Regions from separate parts of the Ovis aries genome. Here region 2 is linked to region 1. Evidence: chromatin contacts called from public Hi-C data. All regions are on one chromosome and are shown on one strand. The core of a region is the stretch at or near the end of the contact, and the rest is flanking DNA. Distances in the headings are between cores, read along the strand shown. Region 1 holds the start of LOC121819259 (basic proline-rich protein-like). Region 2 overlaps SARDH (sarcosine dehydrogenase).

Evidence for each region. Hi-C and Micro-C count contacts between places; a contact is called where the count stands out from the background.
Region 2: a contact with region 1 is called in a Hi-C map of liver, with 2.2 times the contacts expected there. The contact joins the enhancer-like site here to the promoter of LOC121819259 in region 1. A contact is called at or near these places in 6 of 16 Hi-C or Micro-C datasets (hypothalamus, liver, muscle and 1 more).

The regions. Positions count from the first base shown.
Region 1 is chr3:2,373,336-2,381,064 of ARS-UI_Ramb_v3.0, reverse strand. LOC121819259 (basic proline-rich protein-like) reads left to right here and starts at 4,489. Exons shown (of 2, transcript XM_042247997.2): 1 at 4,489-5,114; 2 at 5,284-7,729. SARDH (sarcosine dehydrogenase) reads right to left here. Exons shown (of 21, transcript XM_042247993.1): 2 at 6,422-6,783; 3 at 5,257-5,435; 4 at 3,731-3,910; 5 at 2,951-3,074; 6 at 2,701-2,801. The coding sequence starts at 6,755.
Region 2 is chr3:2,409,837-2,417,565 of ARS-UI_Ramb_v3.0, reverse strand. It overlaps SARDH (sarcosine dehydrogenase), which reads right to left. Exons shown (of 21, transcript XM_042247993.1): 17 at 4,392-4,485. Among named protein-coding and RNA genes, the nearest start is that of DBH, 39 kb to the left of the region's middle. Within about 2 kb of position 2,990, at least 15 of the 54 cell types and tissues checked have an H3K27ac peak or open chromatin away from gene starts, as enhancers often do. A contact at or near this core is called in liver, where this site is marked.

The sequences.
Region 1 (7,729 bases), core at 3,240-5,739:
CCACCGCAGCAGAGCAGTAGGTGGAAGGCAGTGGGGACGCCAGACCATCACATGGCATCTGGGCCACCGTGTTTGATGGACGCAGAGACCAGATCCAGAGAGGTCCCTGGATGAGGTCACAGAGGAGCTGAGGACAGCATTCGGCTAGGACCCAGAATGGCACAGCTTCTTAGAATTGGGGTCCCTGGGGCAGCCCAGCTCCCTGGTCCCCCAGGAAGAAAGGAGAAGGGCATGTGGTCCAGGGGGCTGAACCCTGAGCCCTCACCAGAAGCCTGGGGTGTCCAGGCCCCCAACACTGTGAAGCCCAGACTTGGGCAATTGGCCCCTCACAATACAAGACTGTCCACTGTCAGGGAGTCTCCTGACCATCCATAAACAAGTCCAGGTGTCAGGGACCTCCCAGCATGAGCCCCAGAGCCTGATTACAGGAGCTGCCTTGGCCTAAGCGAGCTTGTTCTCTGACTCACCAAGGGGTCAGACCATGTGGGAGGTCAGGGTCAGGGGCCCATTCCTCCAGATTCAGGCTGCCCAGGTGTGACCTCAGGAGAGCCTGGCCTCCCAGACTCCCCACGTGGAGGGAAGCATGGGGAAGTTGGCCCCTAGCCCCGAATCTCCTCTTTTCTCCTACAAAGAGTCTAAGAGTTTCTGGGGCTGGTGGCCCTTCCCTGGGGTGGAGCGTGGGGTTCCCAGAGGCACACAAGTCTCTGGGAGATGGTAGTGTTTGCAAGTAACATGAATAAACCCAGTGTGGTGCTGATCTTAAAATTTCAGGGAGGGTCCACACTGCCCTGCTTCTCCCTGAAGCTGCCTCAAAGCCAGACATCATGTGCGGAGAGGCTGAGGCTCCGTCCCGGGCTCCGTGGATGCCCTGTGACCCTCCTCCTCCCCACCAGGATACGGCCCTCCTCTGCCCAGACCCGTCCCCAGCTCTAGCCCAGCCCCCATCCACAGATTCCCTGTTGGTTCAGTTAGTAAAGAATCCGCCTGCAATGCAGGAGACCCTGGTTCAGTTCCCAGGTCAGGAAGGTCTGCTGGAGAAGGGAAAGGGTACCCACTCCAGGATCCTGGCCTGGGTCGCTGCAAGTCAGACGAGGCTGAGCGACTTTCGCTTTACTGTCCCTTCTACAGTCCAGAGCGGTCAGAAGGTGACCCCTGGCGGCCACCGGAGATATTTCCCTCGGAACCAGGGCCCGGGGCTCGTCCCATTGACACTGCCTCTTTCCCCAACGCCTCACCGTGCGTGGCACACCGCAGCCCTCAGGAGGAATGTGCTGGATCACATCAAGCCCATCCCTGAGTACGGGAACTTGGTGTCGGGAGAAGGGGGTGGGAGAGGGTAGAGGCTTCAGTCCCGCCCCAGCTGCCCGCCCCCTTCACCACGGGGCCCACCCAGCGGCCAGCCTGGTGAGCCGACGGAAGCCAGGCTAGTTCCAGGGCAGGGGCGAGCCTCCCGGGACCCTCCCTGCTGGGGCCTGGCCCCAATCAAGGTCAGCCCCGTCTCTTACCCACACCCGCGTGCCAAGGCCCGCCTCGGAACCGCCTGCTCCTCCCCAGCTGCCGTGCCCTGCGCCCTCCCCTCTTCCCTTATCTCCCCTCTGCCTTCCCTTAGATGTCTCAGGAGACCCTTCGGACGTGGTCTCTGCCAGGGCACTGCCCTGGTCCACAGGCTGTGGGTCCCTGGAGCCCCAGTGCTTGCCAGCCCGTTTTAAAATAAATGTCTATTTACTTGTTCGTAACCTCCCATTGCCAGCTCACCTGGGCAAGAACTAGGTTCTTATCTCTGTCACAGCCCCAGCTTCTAGAACAGGGCCTGGAGCACAGAGCTTACCCAGTCAATGTTTGACGGAGAGGGCGGGGAGGGTGGGTTGGTTATACGTGTGAATAAATGGACAGATGATGGAGGAAGGGGTCGGGGAGTGGCAGACGGGTGGGTACGGGGGAGGAAGGGTGGGCAGGTGAATGGGTGGATGAGCAGGTCCATCAGCGAACGGGGGGACGGACGGACAGGACAGGTGGATGGCGGGCTAGAGGGAGGGAGGGATGGAAGGAGGGATGAGCAGATGCAGGGAGGCAAGATGGACAGAGAGGAAGTGAGTGCAGGAAAGACGGGTGGGCGGAGGGAGAGACGGGCGCGGGCGCAGAGGGACACGCGAGCAAAGGGATGGAGGTGTGAGGGGACGGGAGAGGTGCGTGGAGGGAAAGAGGCGTGGGTGACGACAGGGCGACAGGAAGCTCCCAGGATGGGAGAGGGCCCACAGCTCTCCCCGGCCCCTGCCCGCCCCCCTGGCAGGGGGGTCTCCAGGGCTGCCCGGGAGGGTCCCAGGGCTGTGGGCCACTGTCCTCTGAGACTGGCACCCACAGCATATTTGGGGACCTGCGAACATTCAGGGGTTCCCAGGAACACCAGGGGGATGGGACACAGCCAACGTCAGGCTGGCCGCACCAAGTGTGATAGGCTTGGCATCAGTGAGGAGCCGTGCCACGAAGGCAAAGGAGGGGGTGGGGCCCTCAGCTTACAGCTGCGCCACTTCCTCATCCTCATGCCACCCAGGGCGTCCAGTCACGAGAAGGCCCATTTTACAGATAGGGCCACTGACACTCAGCGTGGCGACCTGCGTGTGTGGGGTCAGAGCCAGGCCCGTGGGCCACCACGAGCCAGTCTCCTGCAGCCTGATGCGGGCCCGGGGGCCAGCTACTCACCTGGATCCCCTCAATGCGCTCGGTGACGACGTAAGCGTGGCGCATGGCCACCAGCGGGACCTTGACGCCAGCCATCCGGCCCACAGCGTGCGCCCACACCCCTGCGGGCAGAGCACAGGCGGCTGAGCCCTGCCGGCATCTGGCAGGGGCCGCCAGCCAGGGGGGCACTGGGCGCCCCCACCCCTAAGCAAGGCCAGCTTTGGGAACAGTCAGGGTGGCCACTCGGGAGGCAGGAGAAACGCCTTCCCACCTGCACAATTGACCACACACGGAGTCTGGATGGAACCGTGTTCTGTCTCCACGGCTGCGACCCGCCGCACCCCAAAATCGTCCGTCCGCACACGGATCCCGGTCACTGGGCAGTTCTCGATGACCTGGGAGTGAGAGGAGCTGCTTTCCAAGCCACGCCAGCTCTCGGAGGGCTGGCCGCCCACCCAGCCCGGTCGGGACCCGGGACCCCTGCTTCTGCTCGGGCAGGCTTCATGCAGCCCCATCGGGGACATGGGGCTGACCACAGGGCGGGAACCGGCTCCGTGCTCCTTGATGTGGAGAACCTGTCCCCCTAAACAGAGACTTTAAAGAGAAAAAGGAGGGCTCAAGGGACTGGCAGATGCTGCAGTTCAAAGGTCGCGTGAAGGTCAGTGCAGCTTGGTTCACTTCTCCAGAGAAATATACTCGCGGTAACACTAAAGTGTCAACACTGGGGGCCTCTGGGTGACTCTTTTCTTTCTTCAGCTTTCTCCATGTCTTCTTCCTTGATTATTTGTCTTTTCTAATTTTTCCTACAACTACATGTGGACTCAAGTCAAAAGGAGAAGAGATTTGTGGCAGGTTTGCTATCCCAGCAGGGTGGGGCCTCTGGGGAGAGTGGACATCATGGACAGACCGAAGCGGCTGGCTAGCCTGGGCAGGAGCGGGTCAGGGGCTCGGGTCCCCGCTGGCCCGTGGTCTCAGCGCAGAGGGAGCTCATGTTCCTGGGCAGGAGGGCCAGGCTCAGAGCGGGGGGCCCAGGGCCGGGAGACGGTCGTACCTGCGCCCCCCGCGCGGTGGCGGCCCGGGCGAGGCTGGTGCAGGTGCCGGCGGGGTCCATGGTACCGTCGTGGGGCACGTACAGGGTCCCGTAGAGGTCCTCCACGTTCATCAGCGGATACAAAGCCTTGGTTTCCCCGGGGCTCAGCACGTGGGACTCGATGCCGTAGACCTTGCCCAACTAGGGGAACGCAGAGGAAAGTGAGCCTGGGGATGGGGCAGATCCTTCCAGCCACTCGCCTCCCTGTCTGGGCCTCCAAGGGTCAGTTTTGACCCTGGCACCCCCAGGAACTGTGAGCCATGCCTGGGGAAGCTCCTGTCCCCTGGGCCAGCTCCGAGGAAGAGTGAGGAACCTGTGCAGTGCTCAGAAGCAGTCTCTGGGGCCCGGGCACATAAGGACTTGCTATGTAAAATAAATAAAATAATCCCCACAGGTCTGATATCTGGAGCTTGAACCAGGTGTGTTGGTCAGACTGACTCCCCAGAGACCAGCAGGTCCTCTGTCCCAGGAGCCAACTGCGTGACAGACCACACCCCTGACGCATTTCATTGGTCAACGGGCAGCCAATCAAGTGTCCGCAGGCATCCGCCCATCAGGACCTGCCCAACCAGAGATGTGCTCAGTGGCTAAGTCGTGTCCAACTCCAGGGACTGTTGCCCGCCAGACTCAGACTTTGTCCATGGGATTTCCTAGGCAGGAATGCTGGAGTGGGTGGCCATTTCCTTCTCCAGCCCCACTAGAGATGAGCTGAGCCAATCAGATTCCCTCTCGGCGCATCCTGACTGAGAGGTGGCAGAGACCTCGCTCCGAACTTGAGCTGAAACCCCCCAAGGTGACCCGTCCCAGCTGATGAGTGAGTAGCTGGGGAAGAGGTGGTGGGAGGAGGCAGAACGAGACCGCCTCCTGACCCCAGAGATCCCCCGCCCTGCTGTGACGAAGCCAGCTGCCGCTGCTTCCGCTGGGGCACTCAGGGGAACACAGCGTCCCCTCAACAGTGCGCCTCCGCTTCCCACGCCGCCGGTTCTGCTTGCCAGTATACAGTTGGTGCTCGGTAACCGATGCATCGCTGGAGAAACTCGTCCCTTCCATGCCCTGGAATGTGGGGGCCAGCCCTGGCTGCTCTGGGTGAAGGACCAACACTCCACCCCAACAGCGGGCCTTCCACGGTGTAAGGCTTCCTCTGCCATCTCCCTGACAACGATGTTCCCTAAGCATCTCCGGCAGAGCTGGGGGAAGAGCGGTCCCTGCCTCCCGGGTTGTGCGGGTTCATCCTTCAGCCTGACCCCCAGGAGCACCGCGCGTGGTGGCAACCCCCATCCACTGGGCCTCTTCTGCCTCTGAGGCTCAGCAGAACCATGCTCCTCGACAGGATCCCATTTCAAAGGTGAGAATGCCGAGGCTCGGAGGCAAAGGCGCCTGTCGCAGGGGGCCCAGCCCAGCTGAGGCAGGGCGAGGCTCCAGCCGCATCCACCGGGGCTCCTCCCTTGCACTACGCTGCCCACCCCCGCCCGCGGGGGTGCACCCACCGACATGAGCCTCTTGTACTCATCCAGACGCTGCCGGCTGGACGCGATGAACAGGCCACCGTTCTGGATCCAGCCCGTGTGCAGCCCTGTCTCCTCCTCCAGCTCGCGGCTCACCACTTGCCTCGTGTGCGCCAGGAGCTCCACCTCCACGTCACTGGGCCGCAGCTGCCACAGCAGGCCTGGCGGGAGCGGGTGGGTGGGTGCGCCATCAGCCCCTGAGGGGCTGCACCCCCTTCCCCAAGCAGGCCAGAGCTCCCAAATATCAGGCTGCGGGCCTGAAGCATCCCTGCAGGCCATGGAGACGGCCTCGAGAGGCCGATGAGCAGGAAACGACAGGGGCAACGCTGAGTCCCAGGACACAGCTCTTGGGCAGCTCAAAGACAACACCAAAGGCCTCCTTTATCGGGCACCTGCTGTGGGCAGAGCCGGGCACGGAGCAACGGCGGCCCGGGGAGGCAGGTGGGACTGTTGCACGGTGAAATTAAGGAGCATCAAACAGCTCTGTGCCCAGGATCTCAGGGCAGGTGGTGAGGGGGTCCCGGGACCGACTGAAGTTCCCCCACAGAGTGGACCCCTTCTGACCGGGGCCTGGGGAGCGGCCGGCCCAGGGAGAAGTGACGGTGGGGAGACAGTGCCCTCTGAACCTCTCCCCAGCTCCCCGTTCGGCGCCATCATGCTTGTATCGGCCAAAGCGGGAGTGACTGCCCCACAGACGCTGCCAATCTTAACGCAGCGCTGAGGCAGAAGGTTGGCTGCCCTGGGGACCTGCACACCAGTCAGGCGCTGAGGATCGCGGTGCCCGCTAGGACGCCTCTCTGCCTCATCTCCCTCCCCCATCCATCCTCTGCACCCCGTGGATGCCCCTCATCCTGGGGGCTCCATCCGGAGAAAGGGCTTGCACTCTGAGCAGACAGCTGCCTGGGCCTCCAGTTCCGGCCTCAGCTCTGCCCCCCAACCCCGTGCAGGGCCCACGGTCAGCATGCGCTCCCTCCTTCCCACCACAGCTCTGCCGAGACTCGGGGACAGGCAGGGCCACCTTTGGACCGAGCCCGCTTCTGTCCTCCACGGCCTTCCCTCCAGCTCAGCGGCCTCCTACTGGTCAGCCCAGGGCTGGTCCCTCAGTGGGTCCAGTCCCTCCCGCCCCCGCTTGCACCCCAACCCCTACCCGCCGTGTGCCAGGTGGTCCCGGAGGTCAGCCGCTCCCGCTCCAGCAGCACGGCCCCGCTCACGCCCAGCTTGGCCAGGTGGTAGAGGGTCTGGCAGCCCAGGCTGCCCCCGCCAATGACCACCACGCTGGCTGTGCCAGGCAGGGGCTGGCTTGGGCCCTGGGCCGCCGCCGAGGCGTCCTGCGCCTCTTTCAGGGTCCGCTGGTATGGCACGCTCTTCTCAGAGGTGGGGCCAGCCCCGCTCACCAGGGGTCTCAGCCCCCGGCCCAGGGCAGGGCTCCGGCGAGGACAGGTGGCCGCCATGCCACACAGGGCGCGTCTCAACGAGGCCATGGGTAGTCAGCTTCAGCAGCGCAGGGAGCTGGGGAGAGAGCCAGGGCTGCCTGGATGCGGAGGGGAGCAGTGGGCCCTGGGCCCCCCACGCTGCGATCCTCCAGCTTCCCTCCTGCCGCCCACCCACGGCATACGCGCACCCTGCATCTGTCCGGCCCAAGGGTACAGGGGTCTGTATGCTTCAGGCTCCGGCTGGGCCCAGGGAAGACCACGGTGGGGGAGAAGGGGGCGGTATTGATGCTGAGACAGGACCACAGTGGGGTGGCAGGGGTCACAAGGCCGGGACCCCAACCCTCCAGCCTACATTCAACATGCCCTCCAGGGGAAGTCCCGTCTCAACCCCACACAGAAGTTATTTCTGCCAGGTTGGCCCCCACAGCCCTTTCGGGACCCATGGCAGAAGGTGAGGAAGGCAGTGGGGTCCGGCCTCTGGCTCCCTTGGGCCGTCTTGAATCTGGAGGGTGGGTAGCTCTTCTGTAACCTCGCAGTAGCCTGCAGGGCTCACCTTGCCTCCCTCCTCCTTCAGGAAGCCCTCCCAGCCCTCCTCAGCCAGAAGACTCTCACAGTTATAAGAAGACAGTGACTGGGAGCCCACCTTCTAAGGAGAGGAGGTGCAGGCGAGGTCTCTCTGGGGGAGGGTCCCGGGGGCGACAGGACAGCTCCAAGGGGCCCCGGGCCCACTTGTGGGTCAGCAGGAGAGGTAAGAGGGATGTGGCTGAGACTGCGGTCCTGGGGGGGGGGGGTCCTACACCTGCATTAACAACCGTGATGGTGTCAATCAGCCGATCAGTTAACAAAGTCCACTTGCATTTTCGAGCGTGCACTACACGGCAAGCTGGGAATACATGTTCTCTCTGCTCTAAAGTCAAGACGACCGTTGTCCCCGTTTCACTGGGTGGGGGGACTGAGGCCCAAGGAAGCTGGCCAAGGTCGCAGGGCCACCGTGTGACTGCACCTGCTGGCTGTCCTGCCCC
Region 2 (7,729 bases), core at 1,741-4,240, 38 kb before region 1:
CGGTGGTGAATTTGCACGACTAGTGCAAAGCAACTTTTCGGGCAAAACCCAGTTGGCAAACCCAGGCTTCATGAAGGTGCGGGCCTCCTGCCTCTGTACGAGGCGTGCAGGGGGGATGAACGGTCCACCCTGGACTAATGGAATCTGAACAGTGAGACGCACACAGTCAGGAAAAGAAATGCAATTTCCTTTTGACCCGAAATTAATTTTCAGAAGAAAATTGCTTTATCACGTGGCCTCACGATGAGCTTCTAGCCCAGCACCTGCTGCTTTCCAGGGGGGCCCCCGTCCTCGGCTGAGGCTCGGGGACACAGTGTCTTCCCTGAGAACCAGGCTGGGAGCAGACCTACACTGGAAACCTCACTGGCCTTGAGGACGTCTGGTCAGCTGGCAGCCGAGGGGACAGCTCCCGCCCCGTTCTTCCAACAGGAATGCGAGGATCTTGGAAGCCTGGGGCCCGGCCAAGCATCTCAGAATTGCTGCAAAACAGCGGCGCTGCTCTGCTCAGGACAGGGCGCGACTGGCGGGACTGCTCAGCCACGGTCGCCCACCACGCGCCTGCCGTGACGGTGGGTCTTCACGGGCAGCAGCAGGGTCCCGCTCACCCACCCTTGGGCGGGATCTGTGGTTCTGGGCTCTGACCCTCATCGTCCCGCGCGTCCCTTGTGACCCGGAGGTCTGGCCAATGACTCAGACACACACATTCCTCTCCCGCAGCTGGTTGGCTGGTGACCAATTATCTCCCATAAAGACTTGGCCCTGAACTCCAGGCCCAGCATCTCAACATTGATGGAACTGGTGTCAACACATGTTGATATTATTTAGGAGAACATGAAATTCCCCCTGGTTCCAGAGTGCTCAGGACGTCTGGACAGACTTCCAGGATGGCTCAAAAATGCTGACAGCCATTGTCTAGACGCTGTGTGACAGATGGGGAAACTGACCCCAGAAAGGGGGTCCCGGGGTAGGACCAGAGGCCAGGCCTGCTGGCCCCCAGCTCTGCTGGGCCCTGATGGGACTGTGCCCTGGACCCCCAGATCCCGGGCCGACCCGGCTCCCAGCTCCCCATCTGCCTGTGAGGCCACCTCGGCGGGGCCGGGGCAGCCGCCAGCCCAGCTCCCCCAGCCTGTGTCCTGCTGGGTGCCCTCGTGCAGGCGGTGGACGGGGAGGCCTCCATGCCGCCCACTGGGACCGTCTGGGAGCTTGTGGCCCCGGCCACTGCGAGGTCATAACACCGACACTGTGGAGCCAGAGCCACACCAGCGGGGCCTCAGGGGGAGGTGCGGTTGCTAAGGCAAGACTGGAATCCTCCCATACACGTGTTCCCGGGACCCCCTCACTCCATGTCGGCTCGCGGTCGGGGCTGTGGCCTCTCTCCTCCCAGGCCTCGGGGCCCGTGCAGGCTGGGCTGGGGCTGCAGCGTCCTTCCCGCCCCCAAGCCCAGCCAGGCTGTGAGCCCCACCAGCCCCCGATGTGGTAGGCTTCCAGCCAACATGCCTGGAACTAACTCCAGGGGCAGCTGCGGCTCAGCACTGGGACAGACCCTGAGGTTTAGAAGGGAATGCCAGAACTCAGCTGGGCATCCATGCCAGCCGAGTGTGAGCTGGTAGCCTGGGCCGCACTTGGACAGTGTCTCTCCTGTCCTCCCCCAAAGGGGAGGCAGAAAATACTGCAGGGCTGCTGCACGGCCCGGAAGGCTGGGGCCGTGACCCTGGGACACCTCTGCTTCTCGGTCCTGGTTCTGAGCTACATGTCCAGGGTCAATAATCAAAGTCATAACGGGCCCGCCATCATGGGAAGCCCGTCACAGAGCAATTCCAAGGCAAAGAAGTGGCCCAACCAAGTGTCCCGCGTACGGTGTTGGAGTGGGTAAAGCAGTATTTCAAACTCAGGCGGTATTTCAAGGAACAAGAAAACCATCCCAACAACGTCCCGAGAGAAGCCGAGCGCACGAACTGTCCACAGTTTGGGATGATCCTGCTTCTGGTTTAGGATTTACAGGTAGAGAAGCAACAGAAGGCGGAAGGAAACTCTGTTCACCTCGGGCTTTCTCTCCAGTGCGACCGGAGGAGTTTTTGTTAACTTGCTCTTGTCTTAAGAATGTTCCCAGTATTTACAGTGAAACACTGAGGCCCATCAACTCTTCAGCCAGACTCTGTGGCCGGCGAGAAAGGGCCGGCTCAGCGGGGTCAAAGGGGGCACCCAAAGGGGTCATGCCAGGATGAGCTCTGCACCCAGGCCCTGCACAGCAGCTGGAAACAGGGGCAAGCCACGCAGTGGTTGCCACAGAACCGCTGAGCCAGCTGTGGGGCGGGGGGACGGTGCAGCGGAGAGAAGCAGCCTGCGGCCTTCCTGCGCCCCACTTCTGCCCCGAGCACCCCGTGGCCCCCACTTGTGCCTGTCGTCCCAGGCCAGGCTTCACCCTGCAGTCTGGCCTCTGCTTCTCCTGGCCCGCGCCCTGGCCCAGCCCAGCTCCCAGGCCCCAGAGGCCAAGGTGCAGCCAGACAGCCATGGGCCAGGCCTGGGGAGGCAGCCAGGGCCAGGGAGGGCCGCCCCCGCCCCCCGGGGTGGGTGTGGGGAGGCAGCTGGAGCCCATCGTCCCAGCCCAAGTCCCCGGCGCCTCCCTGGAGTGGCCCTCAGCTGGAGGGGCGGCCTTCCCACCTGCTCCTCTTCCACATAAATCCCCGAACCACACACAGGCCGAGCCACGCCAGCTGCCCCCCGCGCCACATCACAAGTCAGAACCCCTACTCCTGACTGGGGGGCACTGCACAGACCACCACCCCGGGGGGACCGAGAGGGCAGGCCAGCGGCCACAGCGGCCTGGGTGGAGCTGTGCTGTGCTCTCAAGACGCACACCCTCTCTGGTCCCGGCAGGCAGCGCTGCATCAAGGAGGCAGGAAGCGAGCGAGACAGAGACAGCCCCGCTTCCTGCCCCAGCGTGGCCTCCGAAAGCGCAGGCAGAGCAGAGCTGCCTTTATCTGCCTCCTCCTGGCAGCCTCCTTGCTGACGTCAGCGAGACACTGTTTACTTGCTAACAGGACCCAGACTGCGTGACCTCCCGCCCCTCTGCAGGCCAGGATCTGGGACCTTCCTCGGCGCCTCCCCAGATGAACACGACGAGAGTAAAAGCAGGGGTGCCCTCAAATCCGGCTGTTTGTCCAGGCCCCCCCCCCACCTTTATAGCCTTGTCTGTGTTATTGACACATAGTCATGAGGTTTTTTATGTCCCGTTAGCTGGGGGGGCCCTGGGCAGTCCATCCGACTTCTCTGAGCTCAGGCTGGGGAAGCACCTGTCCTGGCGGTAACACTTCCTACATCAGGGACTGCTGGGAGCCCTTGTTCAACACACGTGGCCGCAACCACATCCAGGGTGACCGCGCGCCTGCTAACAGGGCAGCCTCAGAGCAGTGAGGTCCCCACGGGGCTCCTGCCCTGGGGACGTGTCGTCACGCCTGGACACGCTTCGTGTTGTCACGTCTGGGGTGCTCCTGGAGTCCAGGGGCTGCAGGCCAGGCCTGCTGCTCCATACGCTGCTAAGCCCCCCGCCCCGAATATCTGCTCCACGACATCGTGGATCGCTCAGAGCTCAGAAGCCTTGACAGAACCTTCCACGCTGCCGGGAGGATGAAGCCGGAGCCGTGCGAGCCCTTGGCCGACAGTGGCTGATGTTACTTTGACCGCCTGTTCCTCACCTCGGCCCCAAGAAGTCAGAGTGGAAATCGTGACACTTATTTTCCAAAGAGGAAACCGAAGCCCAGGAGTAGGACGGGCTGACCAGAGCTGGACCCAGGACCTGGCCCAGGGTCCCGGAGGACGGCGGGTCTGCTGGAGCCGCCCACAGTCTCAAAAGCTTCCGGCCCTGGGACCCGACTTTCTGGGCTGGGAGACAGGCAAAGGTGCTGCCCAGGGGCCTGGCAGGGCACCCCAAGCAGTCCCTGCCCCCTCCCACAGTGCCAGGGGAGGGGGGACAGTCCAGGAAGACCTGGACAGGCTCAGGACACGCAGGCCTCCGGAGCAGCAGAACTGACCGCTGTCCCTAGCCCCGAGCCACGCAAGGAGGCACAGGAAACACGCTGACCCTGGAGGGTGTGCCCCACACCTGAGAAGTGGACATGAGGGGCAGCCGCACAGGCAGCAAGGCCAAGACAGAAGCTTGGGACCGGCCCCCAAGTGTGTGCCAAGCATTGACTTGGACCCCGCTCCTCCTCTGAGGCCCTAAAAGCCGGTGGGCATGGCTGTCTGGACCCCCACTTTACTGCAGGGAAGCCGGGCCCAGGAGCTCCAGAGCCCCGCCCAAGGGCACAAGACTCCCGCCCTGGTCTGTCCCCAGAGCACGTCGTGGCTGCTCCCCGCCCCCAGCCCGGGGCCCGTGAGCCGCTGCTACCTACCAGGTGCCCGGCGGCTCTCACCAGCTTGTGGGTGGAGAAGGGGAAGGCGTCATCGCTCAGGTCGGCCTCCAGCACCTCTTGGAGAATGGCCCGGCTGTGAGCAAGGACAAGGCTGGTCAGCAAACACCTGCCAAGCCCTCCTGGGTGCGCACCCTGGGCTGGGAGGGCTCTGAGGGCACCACGGTGGGCAGGCTGAGGCCCTGTCCTCACAGGGCAGACCGAGAACAAAGGTGCTCTTAATGAAACACACCAAGATGGAGACGTGCAAAGATCCAGTCATACGAGAAGGGCACCTTCAGGACTTCCCTGGCCGTCCAGCGACTAAGACTCTGTATTTCCGCTGCAGGGGGCGTGAGTTTGATCCCCAGTGGGGGAGCTAAGATCTCAAATACCAGGCACCATGGCCAAAAAAAATGTATCAAGTTAAAGGAAAAAAAGGCACCTTCATCAGAAACAGTGGCAGAAATAGCCAAGCCCTGGCTCTCCTTTCTCAGATGGGGAACCCAGGCCTGGGGCAACAGTCTAACCAGTTAATGCCCCGCCTGCCAAAGCTGCCCAAGGGCAGGGGCCCCTCTCCTCGCCCCTCTGCCCAGCTGTGCCCGGAAGAGTCTGACCCTCACGCTTGATAGTCCTCCTGAGACCTTCCGGTGTTCATGGAAACCCTCCCTTCCGGGGCGCCTGGCTTCTCGCCTCCCTCCCTGCCGGCCTGAGCTCACTCTCCCACCACGCACATTCCCTCCAGGCGTCCCTGTCGAATCTTCGGTCATCCTTCAGGTCTTGGCTCGTCTGTCACCTCCTACAAGAAGCCCTCCCTGGTTCCGAGTCTGGGTCCAGTCCCCCTTCAACGCCCCCGGCCTGAGCCTGTGGCCCTGATACGTCTCCCGCCAGGGCACCTCTCAGGGTTGCAAACCTGCCCCACTGAACCGGGAGCTCCGTGCCAATGGGGCCCCCTCTGCAGACGTGCCTGGCACAGAGAGGGCACTTGGTAAATGGGACTGATTGAAGGTGGGCTGGCTTTGCACCTCTGGGCCAGCTCCCCATCGGCAGGAAACAGCTCCCACCCACCCCCATTTCTGCCTCACAGGGTCCCAGCCAGTGCCCAGAGACACTTCCGACCCTGATGATCCCTGCCCCCCACGGTGCCAGCAGCTGCCCGCCCACACCGGCCCGAGATGCCCAGCCCACTGCAGCGTGTCAGGATCCTTATGTAACACCCCAGCACCCACGCGTGCCTGCCCCTGGAGAATGCACACCCGGTCCTCAAGAAGCCTGTCTACACTGCAGCCCTGGGCGGCAGGGTCTGCCCCACGGGGAAGGAGGGAGGAGCTGGAGCTGGGGCTCAGCAGGGCCGGGGGTCCCCAGTCGGGCACAACCTGGACACGCAGGTCTGCAGGGCACGGGCCAGGGTGCGGGAGGCTGTCCTTCCCACAGTGGGCAGCAGGTGGCGCCAGAGGGCACTGGCTCTGGGCGGAGACCAGGTTCAGATCACTGGCCCCCCCACCTGGTGTTGGGCCCCCTTGTTGCCCCGTGAGGGCAGTGAGGCAGGCACCTGGGCATTAACCACGCAACAGCGACCACCGCCCCCCAGGCTGTCTCCACCAGCCACGAGGGGTCTCCTGAGCTTCGGTTAATTAAAACAAAAAAGTTCTGTCTCGCCGGCCACGTTTCAAGGCCTTGCTGGACACATATGGCTTAGAGGCTACCGTTCTGGGCCATCAATTCTGAACTGTCTCCCGAAAGTTCCACTGGTTGGCAAGTCATCCAGCATCTCCCCTGGTCCAGGTGCCACGAAATGCTTCCCACGAAACAGCTCAGAAAGTCCAGCCCTTATCGGCGGCACTGGTGACATTATTATTCATACCAGAAACTTCGGGCTATTTTTGAAGGAGCGAGGACAATTTGGAGGAGAAAGTCAAGAAATTGCCAGGAGGAGGGGAGCTCGTCTCCCTGCCCTGGCAACCGTCACTCGGCGCCCTCCTGGAGCAGCTTATAATGAGGCTGGGAGAGCTGGCCTGTCCCCGCAGGCCGCGCCTTGATCAGTCTGTCTGGCGCCCCCTCCCTCTCCTGCCCACTCACCCCCCACCACACCAGAAATAACCCAGTCCCTCTCCAAGGTCGCCATGGCAATGAAGCTTCTGAGGACCGCCTAGCGCTCAGGAGTCCAGGACCACCCCACATCCCCATTCAGCCCAGAGATGCAGACGTCAGCTCACCCAGGGGAGAGATGCAGACCCCCGCCTGCAGAACAGGGCAAGTCCCCGAGCCGAGCCAGGGCAAGCGTGGTCCACGCGTCTTTCTGCAGAACCCCAGCATCCTGGTTCTCCTGCTGCGGCCAGCAAGCTCGGCCTCCCTCCACACACCCCGTTCCTGTCCTCCCCTCCTGTCTCAGCAGGCCCCCACCCAGCCACTAGAGATGACCTCGTCAAGTCCGCAGGAACCACCGGGCCTCCAGACCCACCTGTCAATGCGCGGTCTTTGTCCTAATTGACCCACTGACCACTCGGACACAGGTCGTCACTCCCTCCCTGGAGTCCCTCCTTCCCCTGGCCCTTGAGGCTCCTGCCCGCCTCCCACACTCTGGCCCAGCATCAGAGACCCCGTTAAAGCCCACGTCCAACCGCGCCCCTCCTCCGCGCAGCCCCCTCTCCTGGAGGAGCAGCCTGTCCCCTCGCCAGCGCTGGCCTCTGCAGCCCTCTGAGCTCGTCCTCTCCCACAGCCCTTCCCTCGCTGTGTTTCCTCCCGCCGCAGGGCCTCTGCACCTGCCGCTCCCTCTGTCTGGAACACTGTCCCTTCAGAGAGCACCCACGGCTTGAGCCCCCATTTCTTCCAGCGTCTCCTCCAAGGTCCCCTTAACAGATACTGGCTTTCACGGGCAGCCCGAAGCCCAGCATTTGATGGCTAAGGTACACGACCAACCCTGACTCCGCCAGCACGGACTGCCTGCCTGTCTGCCATGTGCCTCTGGGCAAGGTGGGGCACACGCAGAGCCAGCTGCAGCTCTGCCCGGGAGGGGAGGTCCACCCGCCCAGGACCCAGCCCGGGAGCTGCTGGCTTGGCCGGCTCCAAGGCACCAGGGAAAATGGACGCTGTGGCGGGGTCTGGGGGCAGCGACCGGGGATCCTGGTGTGACCCCAGGCTGACAGGGATGCCTGTGGACACAGCCGTGTGTCATCTCAGTGCGCGGCTGGGGGATAACCTGGCTGGAGACACACTGTCCTCTCCTCACCACTAAGAAAAGAAAACAGTTCTCACCGCCTAAAGGGCTAGGGTCAGGACTGGAGCAGACGCCGGAGCACCCCAGGCACCCCGCTGGTCGGTGCTAACACGCGGTGCTTGCC